Linked DNA regions of Zea mays: region 2 is linked to region 1. Evidence: chromatin contacts called from public Hi-C data. All regions are on one chromosome and are shown on one strand. Each heading gives the region's core, a stretch centred on a gene start, on an enhancer-like site or on the middle of the called end of the contact. The rest is flanking DNA. Distances are from core to core; before and after follow the strand shown. Region 1 overlaps LOC100284269 (dihydrolipoyllysine-residue succinyltransferase component of 2-oxoglutarate dehydrogenase complex). Region 2 holds the start of LOC100383215 (Glycerophosphodiester phosphodiesterase GDPD2).

What was found. A called contact is a pair of places that touch in the nucleus more often than the background predicts.
Region 2: a Hi-C map of tassel shows a contact between it and region 1, with 2.4 times the contacts expected there. The contact joins the promoter of LOC100383215 here to the enhancer-like site in region 1. A contact is called at or near these places in 5 of 25 Hi-C or Micro-C datasets (ear, leaf, tassel and 1 more).

What each region holds. Positions count from the first base shown.
Region 1 is chr2:68,903,554-68,910,494 of Zm-B73-REFERENCE-NAM-5.0, forward strand. LOC100284269 (dihydrolipoyllysine-residue succinyltransferase component of 2-oxoglutarate dehydrogenase complex) reads right to left here. Exons shown (of 13, transcript NM_001157164.2): 10 at 4,612-4,702; 11 at 4,426-4,536; 12 at 3,833-4,027; 13 at 3,143-3,745. The coding sequence ends at 3,554. Among protein-coding and RNA genes, the nearest start is that of LOC100284269, 18 kb to the right of the region's middle. Within about 2 kb of position 2,693, at least 16 of the 20 cell types and tissues checked have an H3K27ac peak or open chromatin away from gene starts, as enhancers often do. A contact at or near this core is called in ear, leaf and tassel, where this site is marked.
Region 2 is chr2:68,994,192-69,000,385 of Zm-B73-REFERENCE-NAM-5.0, forward strand. LOC100383215 (Glycerophosphodiester phosphodiesterase GDPD2) reads right to left here and starts at 2,141. Exons shown (of 7, transcript NM_001175877.1): 1 at 1,502-2,141; 2 at 855-914; 3 at 672-752. The coding sequence starts at 1,858.

The sequences.
Region 1 (6,941 bases), core at 1,443-3,942:
TATCCGAAGGGAAATAATGCTTCGAAGGACGAAGGACATTAATTATTTAACCTTCTCTTGTGTTGCCTTGTTTTTAACTCATAGCATTTGAGAACAAGTCCCCAACAGTATCTTTGTCGTATTATATCTACTCAAGGTGTTGCCACAGATCCAGCAAAGACATCAACTATGAGGCAATGGCCACAACCTACTAATTCCACCGAGATCAGGCCTTTTCTGGGGTTAACCAGTTATTACAGAATCTTTGTCAAGAATTATGGCACTATTGCCAAACCTCTAACCCAACTATTGCAGAAAGGAAAATTTACTTGGACTGAGGAATCCATATAGGCTTTCCAGATGTTGAAACAGGCTATGAGCTCCACATCTGTTCTTGCATTACCTGATTTTCACAAGCCCTTTGTGGTGGAGACTGTTGCCAGTGATCATGGTCTAGGAGCAGTGTTAATGCAGCAAGGCAGGCCACTGGCATTCCTGACCAAAGCTTTGGGAGCACAAAATCAGTTTTTGCCAATCTATGACAAGGAGTTCTTAGCCTTGATAATAGGTGTGGACAAATGGAGACATTACTTGCAGAGGAGTGAATTTGAAATCCATACTGACCATAAGGCTCTTAGTTTTCTAGGTCAGCAGGAACTTCATTCTGATTTGCAACGGAAGGCTATGGCCAAAATGATGGGCTTACAATTTATGGTGATCTACAAGCAAGGAAAAGACAATATTGTGCCTAATGCCTTGTCCAGAATGGGTCATCTAATGGTTTTAACTACCATTAGTGAAGTTCAACCCTTGTGTATCTAAGAAGTTTTAAATTCCTATTATACTGACCCTGAGGCACAATAGTTAATAGCCCAACTGAGTGTTCAGAGCCCTGATGACAAACGATACCAGTTGTGCAAAGGTTTGATTCGCAAAGGCAGTCTGATCTAGATTAGTAACAACTCTGCACTCAAAACTAAAATAGTAGCCGCTCTACATGACAGTGCTTTGGGGGGGCATTCTGGTGTCCAGGCTACTTACCAACGAGTGAAGAAGCTATTTCACTAGAAAGTCAAGGAGGTGGATGTGGAGGACTATGTGAAACAATGTGCAACTTGTCAACAAGCTAAGGGTGAGAGGGTGCATCCTCCAAGCTTACTTCAACCTCTACCAGTACCTCAGGGTGCTTGGCAGGATATCACCTTGGATTTTATTGAGAAGCATCCAATATCAGAAGGGTATGACACTATTTTGGTTATGGTAGACCTTTTTACTAAGTATGCACATTTTGTGGCTCTTAAACACCCCTTTACAGCAGTCCAAGTGGCTCAGGTCATGTTGGATCAGGTGGTAAGACTGCATGAGATGCTCGTGAGTGATCGGGACAAGGTGTTTACAAGTATTTTTGGACACATCTGTTCAAACTCATGGGAACTAAGCTCAATTTAAGCACCGCATATCATCCTCAGTCTGATGGACAAAGCGAGCATGTTAATCAGTGCCTGGAAATGTACCTTCGTTGTGATGTGCATGCTCAACCCAAGAAATGGAAATCCTGGCTTCCTGTGGCCGAATTCTGGTATAACACTTCGTATCACACCACTCTGGGTTGTTCTCCATTCAAAGCCTATATGGTTATGAGCTCATGTGGTGTCATCTAAGACTGACAAAGATGTGGCCGAGTTGATAACTGCCTTTTCTTCACTTCTACGAGAATAGTTGGCTGCCGCTTGCAACCGAATGAAGCTGTAGGTAGACAGGTTCAGGACTGAACGTCAGTTTCAAATGGGTGAGCTTGTACTCCTCAAACTGCAACCGTATGCTCAGCACTCGGTGGTCAATCGTCCTTGCCCGAAGTTGGCCTTTAAGTTTTTTGGGCCATACAAATATCTGGAGAGAATTGGCGAAGTTGCTTATCCCTTGGAGTTGCCACCATCAGCACAAGTTCATCTAATTTTCCACGTGTCACAGCTGAAGTCATTTACATCCAATTATACTCATGTTTTCTCCACCCTACCTAGGTACAATGAGCTCGCTCAGCATGATGTGGTGCCTGAAGAAATTTTGGAGCGTCGGTTGGTCAAGAAAGGAGGTCATGCTATCCCACAAGTCCTCATCCGTTGGAGCAATATTCCTCGTGAGTCGGCTACTTGTCGAAGATCCCTCATTCCATTGCTTGGGGACAAGCAAGTGCTCGGGAGGGGGCAGATGTCACGCCCGGGATCCAGGGTGACGTGTAGGGAGAGGGCTCAGGCGCAGGGGAACCTGAAGAACCGAATGGAGAACTCTAAGGCTATCCGCAGTCGCTACTGCAAACAGGAACTGTAAATTTTTACAGCTCTCACAAACGATGCAGCGGTAGACTGCAACAGGAACTGTAAATTTTTACGGCTCTCAGGAACTTCACAGCTAGCGCACCTTCTGCGGTGGACTGAATAATCTCCCTCCTCTTTCTATTGGCTGCTAGTTGGATGTGGAAAGGAAAGAGGTGAAAATAAATAATAGAATATATGGTATATGGTATAAGGTAGATATTTAGAGTGAATATGACCGCGGAGTATTATGGGATAGGGTAGAGAATCTCGCTGAACAGGATGAAATATTCCTTTTAGAGTAGAAATTTAGGGTTCTATGAGTGCGGATAGCCTAAAGCGGTGTCAGACCGAAAACAGTGCTCAGATGTGGCTGTATGGATTGGGTTGTAATGTGTGGGCCATGTGTGCCTGTCGAGTTGGGCCATGTGTGGGTCGCGGCGTGAGATGGGTTAAATACTGTAAACACTTGGTGGTTTGGTTGTCGAATAAACAGAACACATACCTTGACGTTGTCCCTCACGGCGACGGCGATCACGAGCGCTCACGTCCCGGCGAACTCATCGGCGGCCATGGGCATAACAGAGCGAAATCATAGGATGTACATATGCAATGGCGATACAGATCGGTTGTTTGGTTCAAATCGTGCCCACGACGAAGAAAACAGCGACAAATGCAGTTCAGCAGTCACGCGGGGAGCAAAGGGAGGGGTCATAGGATGTACCGTTGCAATGGCGATAAAGCTTATCCAACGAAGGAAACGGTGACGAATGCGGTTCGGCGACCGCACAGGGAGCGAAAGAAGGGGCAGACAACGGATTATTGCGGGTTTATTTAAGCAAATTTGAAGACTGTTTTTATAAAATTGTGACCGTGGAACTGTTGAACCATGAAAACTTATGCTTTATAATAGTAGAGATGTAATGCAGCCCAACTCTTTTGAGTCGCAGACTGGCCAGCTGGAGGCGAAATTGTGAACCAACAAACAAAAATGCAGCAGCTTCTATTGCTCTTGCATGGCAAATAAAATTACTGGGAACTGCATCCCGAAATGGAGCATCTTATACCCGAAAATGAAACATGACCTCACATTGAGTTGAGTTTGCTGCTCTCTTCTACGATTATAGAGAAAAACCTCACTGTATCCTCAGCTCAGAATTCGTCTTTCCGAGGAAGCAATTCTTTTTCATCAGTCAAAAATTTGCATGGTATTATTTCCAGAAAGCACAAAACAGTCGGCGGGAAAGCACTGGTAAGTAACTTTATATGTCAAGCAGCAACCTCCTGGGGTCCTCAACGACATCCTTGATGCGACGGAGGAAGAATACAGCCTCTCTGCCATCGATCAGCCTGTGGTCATATGTCAGCGCAAGGAACATCATTGGCCTTGCGAGAATGTCACCATTCACAACCACAGGGCGTTGCACAATGGAATGCATCCCCAGAATTGACGACTGCATTTCACATAGATCATGTTTCAGATCAATATAAACATCTGCATGCTACAAATGTGTTGCAACTGATAAATGTTTAGTAGCTACCTGTGGGGGGTTGATGATAGGTGTGCTGAGGAGGCTTCCATAGACACCACCATTGGAGATAGTGAATGTTCCTCCTGCCATGTCATCAATCGAGAGCGCCCCCTCATTTGCCTTCTTTGCAAGGTTGTTTATCCCTTTCTCAATGTCAGCAAAGTTCATGGTATCAGCATCTCGGATAACAGGCACCACAAGGCCCTGGAGAAGTTTCAGTCAGTGATATACATAGTAAATACACCATCCCAAACTATAGGCTGTTTTGTGTTTTGGCTTTTCTAGGTACAATAGCTTTAGGATAGAGGGTGAGAAAAAAAGATGAGACAGCAATCACCAGAGTAGCAAGTACTCTATCCTAAAAAGAATGCAATTCTAGTACAATATCATGTTTTAACATCTTCAGTGCAACCAACTATAGATAAAAACATCAAATAAATACAATTAGTTAGCTACGAAATTTATTTTCATAATAAATTGATTTGGAGCCTTGAACGTGAATACTACACTAGAAACTTGATCAAATGTGAACTAGTTTAACGGGCACGCAACGCAACCCATGGTTGCATTCTTTTTGGGTCAGGGAGTAAGCAATATGGCACCTTGGAAGTGCCAACAGCAACACTGACGTCTACGTAGTCTCTGTATATGATGTCATCGCCATCAATGACAGCATTAACAATTGGCTGGTTTTGAAGTGCAGAAACAGCAGCCTGACAAAATAAATAAAATTAGCCAGCCATATAAATGTATGGTTCAAAAGCTTTGCAACACATAAGACTAAGTACCTTGACAAAGCAAGACATAAGACCCAATTTGACACCATGCTTTGTGACAAATTCATCTTTATAATCAGAACGAAGCTTCATCAAATTGGTCCTATATCATAAATCGTAAGATACAGAGATAGAGTAAAAAAATTAATACAGCCTTCAAAGGATCATAATGGTATGCCAAATGATCATTATTGAAGTTTACATATAAAAGAACAAAAATAAGTAAAGCTGCACAATGACATACCAGATATTTGCACAATAAAATGACTTGATTATTGTCAGTGCTACTGAATAAGAAAAGCTAAGCTCTATAAACATTCATCAATATAGACAATAATCATATATATTATCATGCAGGTTTGGATACTCTGTTGATGAAGTTAGCTGCACCGGGAGGCAGAGGCAGTGTGGGGGTGACAGCCTGTGAAGACTGCACCAAAAGGGGTTGCTGCTGAACCACTGTCTCCTTCCTTCTGCGGCGAAAATAAGTGATTAGAGGACGAGCCCCCTTCCTCAGAAAAACAGAGGCACCAGGGCGTCGAGAAGCCTCCTCACTGGACCGAGCACAGAAACTCTTACCAGCCCTGCCACCAGATCAGCCTTTCCATCCACCGCTTGGAAGTTGGACTGTAAATGGGGGGAAGGAGGCCCTTTAGAAGGGCATTGGGAAGGAGAAGATATGGCCACACATGAGTCGGAGGCCGGCTGGGCAGGCAGCCTGGGCCCAGCATCTTCCACTGTAGTTCCAATCCACTGATTTGAACAACCAGATTTTGTAGCCACGGATGCCTCATCAATATCATTGTCATTACTTATGGACGCCTCGTGCTCCACCACCGGATCTTCAATCCTAAATGCCGACAGCAAATCCTCCATGCCCAAAGCAGAAATGTCTTTGGAATAAATTGGCGCCAGGGGTGCCTGCGGTGCGCTGTGTGTACCGGGCAGACGATCTTCGCGGTCTCTGGCTGCTCTACCGGGCGCCAGACCAAGGCGGAGCAGGAGGATCGCTGGTGTTCGGGTGGAAAAGCTTCCTGCACCCATGCCGGCAAAGGGGGGCAAGACAAATATTCTGGAAGAATTGGGGATCATCAGTTCTGAGGATGATGAATTTATTAGCGTCAAGGCCCGAGATGAGTATGCGAAAGTGTTCAGCAAGCAATTGTCCGAAGTTCATATCAAGGCCTTGGCAGCTCTCTTTGGCTGGTCCGTGCCAGAGGAGTTCTGTGGTGCCACCTTGGCCCCCTTGGCTTAACCTGCTTTGGTTCTTGTGTGGTCATCCTCTTCCTTTCTTGCTTATGGATAAAAAAGGGTGTACCCAGTGTCGTGGGCTTCCCGAACTGTGTAGGGTCTAGGGAAGTATCTTTAAGCGTCAAGCCTTACCCACATAATATGCAGAGGTTGGAGCTCGAACCCGGGACCTTCCAGTTACAGATGGTAGGTTCTACCGCTGCACCAGGCCCGGGACCTTTCTTGCTTATGGATCCTGACAAGATATTGATTTGGAATGTTAGGGGGCTTAATGGTGCAGCTCGTCAGGATGTTGTTCACGTTCTAGTTGATTCTGTCAATTGTAAGCAACGGGACTCTTACTCTTATAGAGAGGATGACAGTACAAGTTGGGGAAATTTTTCGTTTATTTTCTCAAACACTACACAATGTCATACCCTTCAAAGGGTTGGGATACATACTTATAGCCCCGGGGGTGGGGGGCTGTCGGGCATATGGAATATGATGTCCTACTACTAACTGCACTAACCAGAGGTGTTGTTGTACTCTAGTCAAAAGAAAGACTGCACCAAGCTGCTGTCACTGCAACACGTTGTCCTTGCCGTCAAAAGACAGAGATGTTGCTGCTACTATCCCACGCTGTCCTTGCAGTCAAAAGACTGAGATGTTGCTGCTGTCCCACGCTGTCCTTGCAGTCAAAAACCAACAAGGACTGTTGCTGTCCTTCCCACATACCACAAGACTTATTCCAACAGTTTGGTGATGCTTCAGGTTTAAAGACTAAATGTACAGAAGAGTTGTATTTACCCCATTTGTTGCGAGGCGGATGAGATGAGCTACGTGGGGGATTCGATCCCTTGTCCAATTTCTGATTTCCCGTGCAAATATTTTGGATTACCTCTCTATTAAGAAGCTTCCGAGGGATCAAATTCAGTCCTTGGTGGACCGTGTGGCTATCCTGTTGCCTGGTTGGAAAGCTCAACTCATGTCCAAGGCTGGTAGAGCCATTCATGTCCAGGCGGTGTTAACTGCAAAAATGATATACGCTGCTATGGCTTTGGACCTCCCTGTTTGGGCTGTTAAAGCAATTGATAAATTGAGGAAGGGCTTCC
Region 2 (6,194 bases), core at 891-3,390, 90 kb after region 1:
ATAAGATGCTTGATGCCACTTTATTCTACCTGCTTTAATTCTATAGCTATCATCTTCATCAATATCCTCATGTCCTTGTGGCATCGATGCTAAATACAAAGGTATTCCTTTTTAGCACACTACTTGACATTCTGAACTAATATAAACTAATATCTCATGCTCATGAATGTGTAGTAGTGCCAAAATACATGTAACATATTCGATTTTTATTCTACCGAGTCTATAAATCTTTCGACTCTAATCTTTAGACTCTAGAGTCTCTCGTTACAACTCTAGTTTTCTATTTTTATTAACTAGCACTATATCGTCCGTGAAAATCCTCCTTATATGTCGCTTATGATCCTATTCATCGCCAATGCAAAAGGAGCTCATTAGCTCAAAAGCTAATATGAGAAAGTCTGGTGTGTTTTCATCGGCCGTTCGAATGCTATTGTTGTACACATGTCTTTAATGAATATATCTAGTATACTTTATTAGAATTTTATGTTTATGTGAAATCCATCGTATAAAATATATTTTTCAGTATTCTATCGTAAGCCTAAACGAATCAGCGGAAATCATGTGCAGGCAAAAGACCAAACAATACATAAAAAAAGAAGATACTGGGAAGCTGGAATGTTGATGGAAGTGGCGGCAACGCGGCGCCGTGATTGTTGAGCGAGCGTACGTACCTTCCCCTGGTCTCTTTGCGGCCCGTAGGACAGGAACTCGTCCAGGTTCAGCTCGGTAACACGCTTCGCTGAGACTTGGCCCTGAATGAAATTATACTATTTGAGCATGACGACCGACGACGAGATGCTAAAAACTGTGGTTTGGACAAATTGAGAACAGAGCAGCGGATAAAACTTAATTACGTCTTGTTGCGTGTAGATGAAGTTGTCATGGAAGATGACAGGGCAGCCGTCCCTGGTCACCTGCAAGATTCATGGCCATGGTTAGCGCTTGCTTGCTCGCTCGCTGAGTTGCAAAGACTGAGTGAGATAAGGAGGGCTTAATCGCAGGGAGTTGCCGCGTACGCAATCAGCGCAGCCGGCATGCGTTTATTTTATTCCAACTTGATCGATCGGTCATGCGTTTGGCGTATGGAATCACCTGGTGACGGACGAGTCAGCTCCTCCAAGGCGACAAACCAAACTCTGCGTCTAGGGCTCGGACACACAGGTTCTCATGCGCACCGACAAGGGAAGGTTCGTTGTGCGAGGGATCTAGAATGGAGGTTCGGTTCTCTAGAACGGAGGAGAGGAAACCACCGTCCTCCTGATGTTTCTGGACGCAGCAGGCAGGACGCTGCTGCTTGCCTGCCCCTCCCCAGCTCCCCTACTGCGGCCCCCCGGTCCACCTTTTTCCTAACTGGGCCTAGTACACGGCCCAGTGGACAGCGCTGAGAAACGCCGACGCCACGCACAGAGACAGAGGTGGCGCATGCCGGCATTCTCAAATTTCTAATGCACTGATTGATTTTGGTGGCAAATAAAAAAAAAAAGGAGAGACCATGGTTTACCTGGACGTCGAACTCGACGTAGGCGACGGCGGGGTGGCTGGCGGCGGCGGCGTTGAAGGCGCGGAGGGTGTTCTCCCTGATGTCGCCGCGCAGCCGCGGGTCTGGCGACGCCAGCGCGTTCATCCCCTTGCCGCGGTGCCCTACCACCACCAGCGGCGGCCGTCGTCGTCCCTGATCGGCCGCCGCCGCGGTGGTCGTCGCCGTCGCCGTCGCCTCCGCCCTGCCGCTTCCTGCTGCCAAACCGTCAACGCGCCCGTGCCGTACGCACGCGCCGAGGTCGGCGGCGACGACGTCCGGGTCCGGGTCCGGCATGGCGGGCGGGACGTCGGTGGCGCGCGCGGCCTTCAGCTGAGCCATGTCCGCGCGCGTGGCTCCGCGGCAGACGTACGTACACCGCGGCGGACGACGCGCGGGCCGGCGGCTGGAGGTAGCTCTATAGCCTGGTTGGTGGTCACGTACGGCGGTCGGCGGCGGGTCAGGCGACGAAGACGAGGGTTAATTTGTCAGCGCTGGCTAATTAACGGCCAAACTGTGTATGTTTGTATGTAATGTAATGTAATGCGCGCGGCTTTGCTAATTTGTGGAGGCGCCGAGCGAGGACAGCTGGCTATTTATACACACGGGAGGTACTCTTCGGAGCAGGTACAGCACGAGGAGCACGACGAAGACATGGGCAGGTTAATTAGGTTGGGACGGACTGGCAGCGGAGCGGAGCATGGGCATCTCGGACCGGGAATAGAGTTCGGCCGCCTAGAGGGAGGGAATATTCGCCGGCGTCCGGGTTTATGCCGCGGCATATCCATCTCGATTTCCATGCGGTTCCAACGCCCAGGTCCAGCATTGCCGCTGCCGCCGGGTTGAAGCGCGCGCGTCGCGTCGCGTCGCGACAGCACTTGAGCAGCTTCATTTTCTTCTTGGGCTCGCAAAAGGAGAAGACAACAAGATGCATCGGGAACCTTCTTCCGTAGTACGTCCCCACCCTCCTGGGCTCCTGGCCGCCAGCGCCAGGGGATTTCACTTCTTTTCTTTTCAGGTGTTCTAGAACGATGCGGAATTGGATACTGGTAGCTATTAGCACCATCTCTCTCCTTCTCATCTGCGCATCGATGCGATGGTGACTGCTGTCGGGGCACGGGACGTCCGGCAGTTGACGCGCCAAGGTACACGTACACCTACGCACGCATCAGAACACAACCCAGGACAAGTGACAACCCAGGAGGTACTCTTCGGAGCAGGTACTTCTCCGTTCGGTCGACTGTCGACGCGTATTCTGCCAGCTGGAACTGGACGGAAGATTTGGCACGCCCGCGGGAATAGGACTAGTGTCTGATGGAGGCAGTATGTGAACACTGTTACTCTTGCCCGACCCAACTAGACATTCACGTCCGGATCTCTTGGAATTCGAACCGAATGCGAACCATGTACACAGCGGCAAACCGAATGCGAACCATGTACATACCAGGATCAGCAATTCACGTACACAGCAATTACATAACTAGACATCATCACACAGTGCTTAAATAATGACATAAAAGAGGGTATAATAGTCGATTACATCATGATATCCGAAACATCCACATAGTCTTTAACAATAATCAAAGTGCGGAAAAAAACGTAGATACACACGGCCTACACAGGCAGCCGAGTGGGGGTTTGCCGCTAACCCACGCCTAGAACTCATCGTACTCTTGGAACTCTTAGAAGTCCTCTCCCACGACTTCATCTTCACCTGAGCAGTGGTTGCAACGCTGACAACCTGGAGGGTTTGGTGTGTAAAGCAAGAGTGAGTACACATCAACATACTCAGCAAAATGTCCTGTTTGGCTGTAGTGGACTAGCTTTATGTGGAGTTAAGTCAAGCAGTTGCTTTTAGTTGGTCAGGTTATTATTTACTAGTAGAAAGCCAGGTTTTAGCATTAACCCAAGTTATTAACCCATATGTACCCTTTCCAAATGGAAAGAATACCACTTACCATTACCATAGGCATAATCATAACCATCATCCTCGTCACCACCTGTAAACCAAACATCTCTGATCCAGTATCTCTAATCAATGGAGCTCCCTTGGCCGCTCATAACCGCGAGCACGGCTGATATATCAATTTCATAACACTCTGCAGAAGTTGCGCACTTTACCCACAAGTCGTGATTACCTCTTGCCTCGGGCCGATGAAACCCTTAAACACTACCAAGGTGAATAGGCAGGGTCTCACTATGTAGACTTTACAAAGATTCCATGGGGTTGTAGCCACCCGTTAGGTTTCCTAAATGCACCGAACTCCTCCCTAAGGGGCGAACCAACCTTGGCAGAGCGAGCCGCATACACCGAGCCCCATTAACGGCACGACGGCGAAGCGAACTACACCCCAGCTCCTCTAATTACTCAGCTAAGGGCGTCCCACTCCACCCTCATGGTTGCACTGTTTTTCCTGAGCGGTCATCCAACGAACAGGTCCTTACGGAAAGGCACTCGAGAAACAGCTCGAGTCCCCTTAAGGTCCACAAGTACCATCATCATAATCAAAAGGGAAAACAACGTATCATAGATATCTCATCATGTTCATTGATTAATGTGAAGCGTTAGCATAAAGCTAAACTGAAATAACCCAACCAGAATAGGTAAACAAGGACAAGATAGACAAAAGCTAGTCAATCCTTAGGTATAAATGTGTAAATGCGGGAAGTGAATTATAAGAATTAGTAGGACATAGATGGGTCAAGGGCCACTTGCCTTCACCAACCGATTGCTGCTTAGGATCTTCACCTGCAACTCCTTCGGACTCCGCCAACTGACCGTTATCTATACGAGTTTAAACATACATTCCACACATTTAATACAAAAGAACAGTACGCCATACAATGGAATGCAATAAATAAACAGACGTTCGACGCAGGGCTCGCACTTTCGACTAAGCGAGAAAGAGAAAGTAACGGTCGAGGCTACGGTCGAAGAGTGATCACGTTACATGATTATAAATTAAAATACTCGTCTAAACAGAATGGTATTAATTTGGCCATTGTGTTTAGCATAAGGTAAAGTCATGTTCCACGTTTAACGATTATAAGCAGATAAAGGTGAATTAAAGAAAATGGTCACGCAGCGAGACTCGTCAATTAAGAAATGAACGACTCGTCGCGCGACGGAGATCGCAACGAGACACTTGAATAATTATAAAGAGACGTTAGGCGTCGCGCGACGAAGCGCACGACGCCATACGTCATCCAAAATGAATTTAGAATGGAATGTCGCGTGACTGGACGTGCGACGTCATACATTAAACAATCCTGAAATTAAAATGGATCGTCGGGCGACGAAGCGCGCGATGCAGCACATTAATAGAATCTGAAATTAAACACATTCGTCGCGCGACGAAGCGTGCGACGCAACACGCTCATTAAACTAAATTTAAAAACTAATTAAACCGAGGTTCGATCGCCGCGCGCGCTGGGGCTGCACGTACGGGAACGCGCTGCGCGCGCCGGTGCACGCAAGGCCACGCCGTGGCATGCACAGGGACTGCCAGGGCACGCGGCCACCGGGCACGGACGCGTAGGGCGAGCCGCCGGGGCACGCGAGGGCGCGCAGGGGCACGAGGCCGGGTGGGAGGGCGCGAGGCCGGGCGAGCCGCCGGGCCGCGCGGGGGCGCGCGCGAGGAGCTGCCAGGGGCCGCCGCGCGGGGGGCCGCACGGGGGGGCCGCGGGGAGCAACCGAGAGGCCGCGTGGGGGCGCCGCGGAAAGCCGCCGGGGGCGCGCAGGGGGGCCGCGGGGAGCCGTCGGGGGGCGTGCAAGGGCCGCGCGGGGGCCGCCAGGGGGGCGCGCAGAGAGGCCGCGCGGGGGAAGAAGAATGGGAGGGGGAGGGGAAGAGAGAGAGGGAGAGGGGAGGGAAGCTCACCTCGGGGTCCAACTCCGGCGATCACTATCTCCAATACCTAGGGCACCACGGGGAGAGAGAGACGGAGAGATGGGAGAGAGAGGAGTTTGCTGCGCAGGAGAATTGAAATGAGGGAAAGGGACAGGGGTGCGCGCGCATGGGGAGCAGGGGGCGCCAGGGGCGCGCGGGCCGAGCTGGGCTGGGTCGGGTCGGGCTGGGCTGGGCTGGGCCGCACCGCGGGTCAAAACCCCGTGGCACGCACAACCACAAATCGGAAAACAATCCGCAAAGCAAAATCCGAAACAGAACTAAGCAACGCACGCGATTAAGCACGAAATCAGACAAAGAAATATGATTCGGCATGATGCAACACTCATGACCACTTAGGTTTTGTTTACACATGACACGGACACCAGTCGCTATATTGCTTTGAAATTGGGAAGAAGGAGAGAAACGGGAAAAGAAAAGAGAGTAACGCCTGGATTTGGTGAGTAAAAGAAGAAAAAAATTCTACCCCCAAATTTAGGGTGTTACAAACCTATCCCCCTTAAAAGAATCTTTCCCTCGAGATTCAAAGTTGGCCAGCACAGAGTTCAGGATACTTGGCCATCAGATCATCTTCACGCTCCTAGGTTGCTTCTTCCTCAGAGTGGTGACTCCATCTAACTTTGCACATTCTGATAGTCTTCCTCCGGGTGACTCTGTCTGCAGTCTCAAGAATCTGTGTTGGCTTCTCTATGTAGGTCAAGTCCTCCTGGACCTCCAGACCTTTCACTGACAACTGCTCTTCTGGCACACACAGACACTTCTTCAACTGAGAC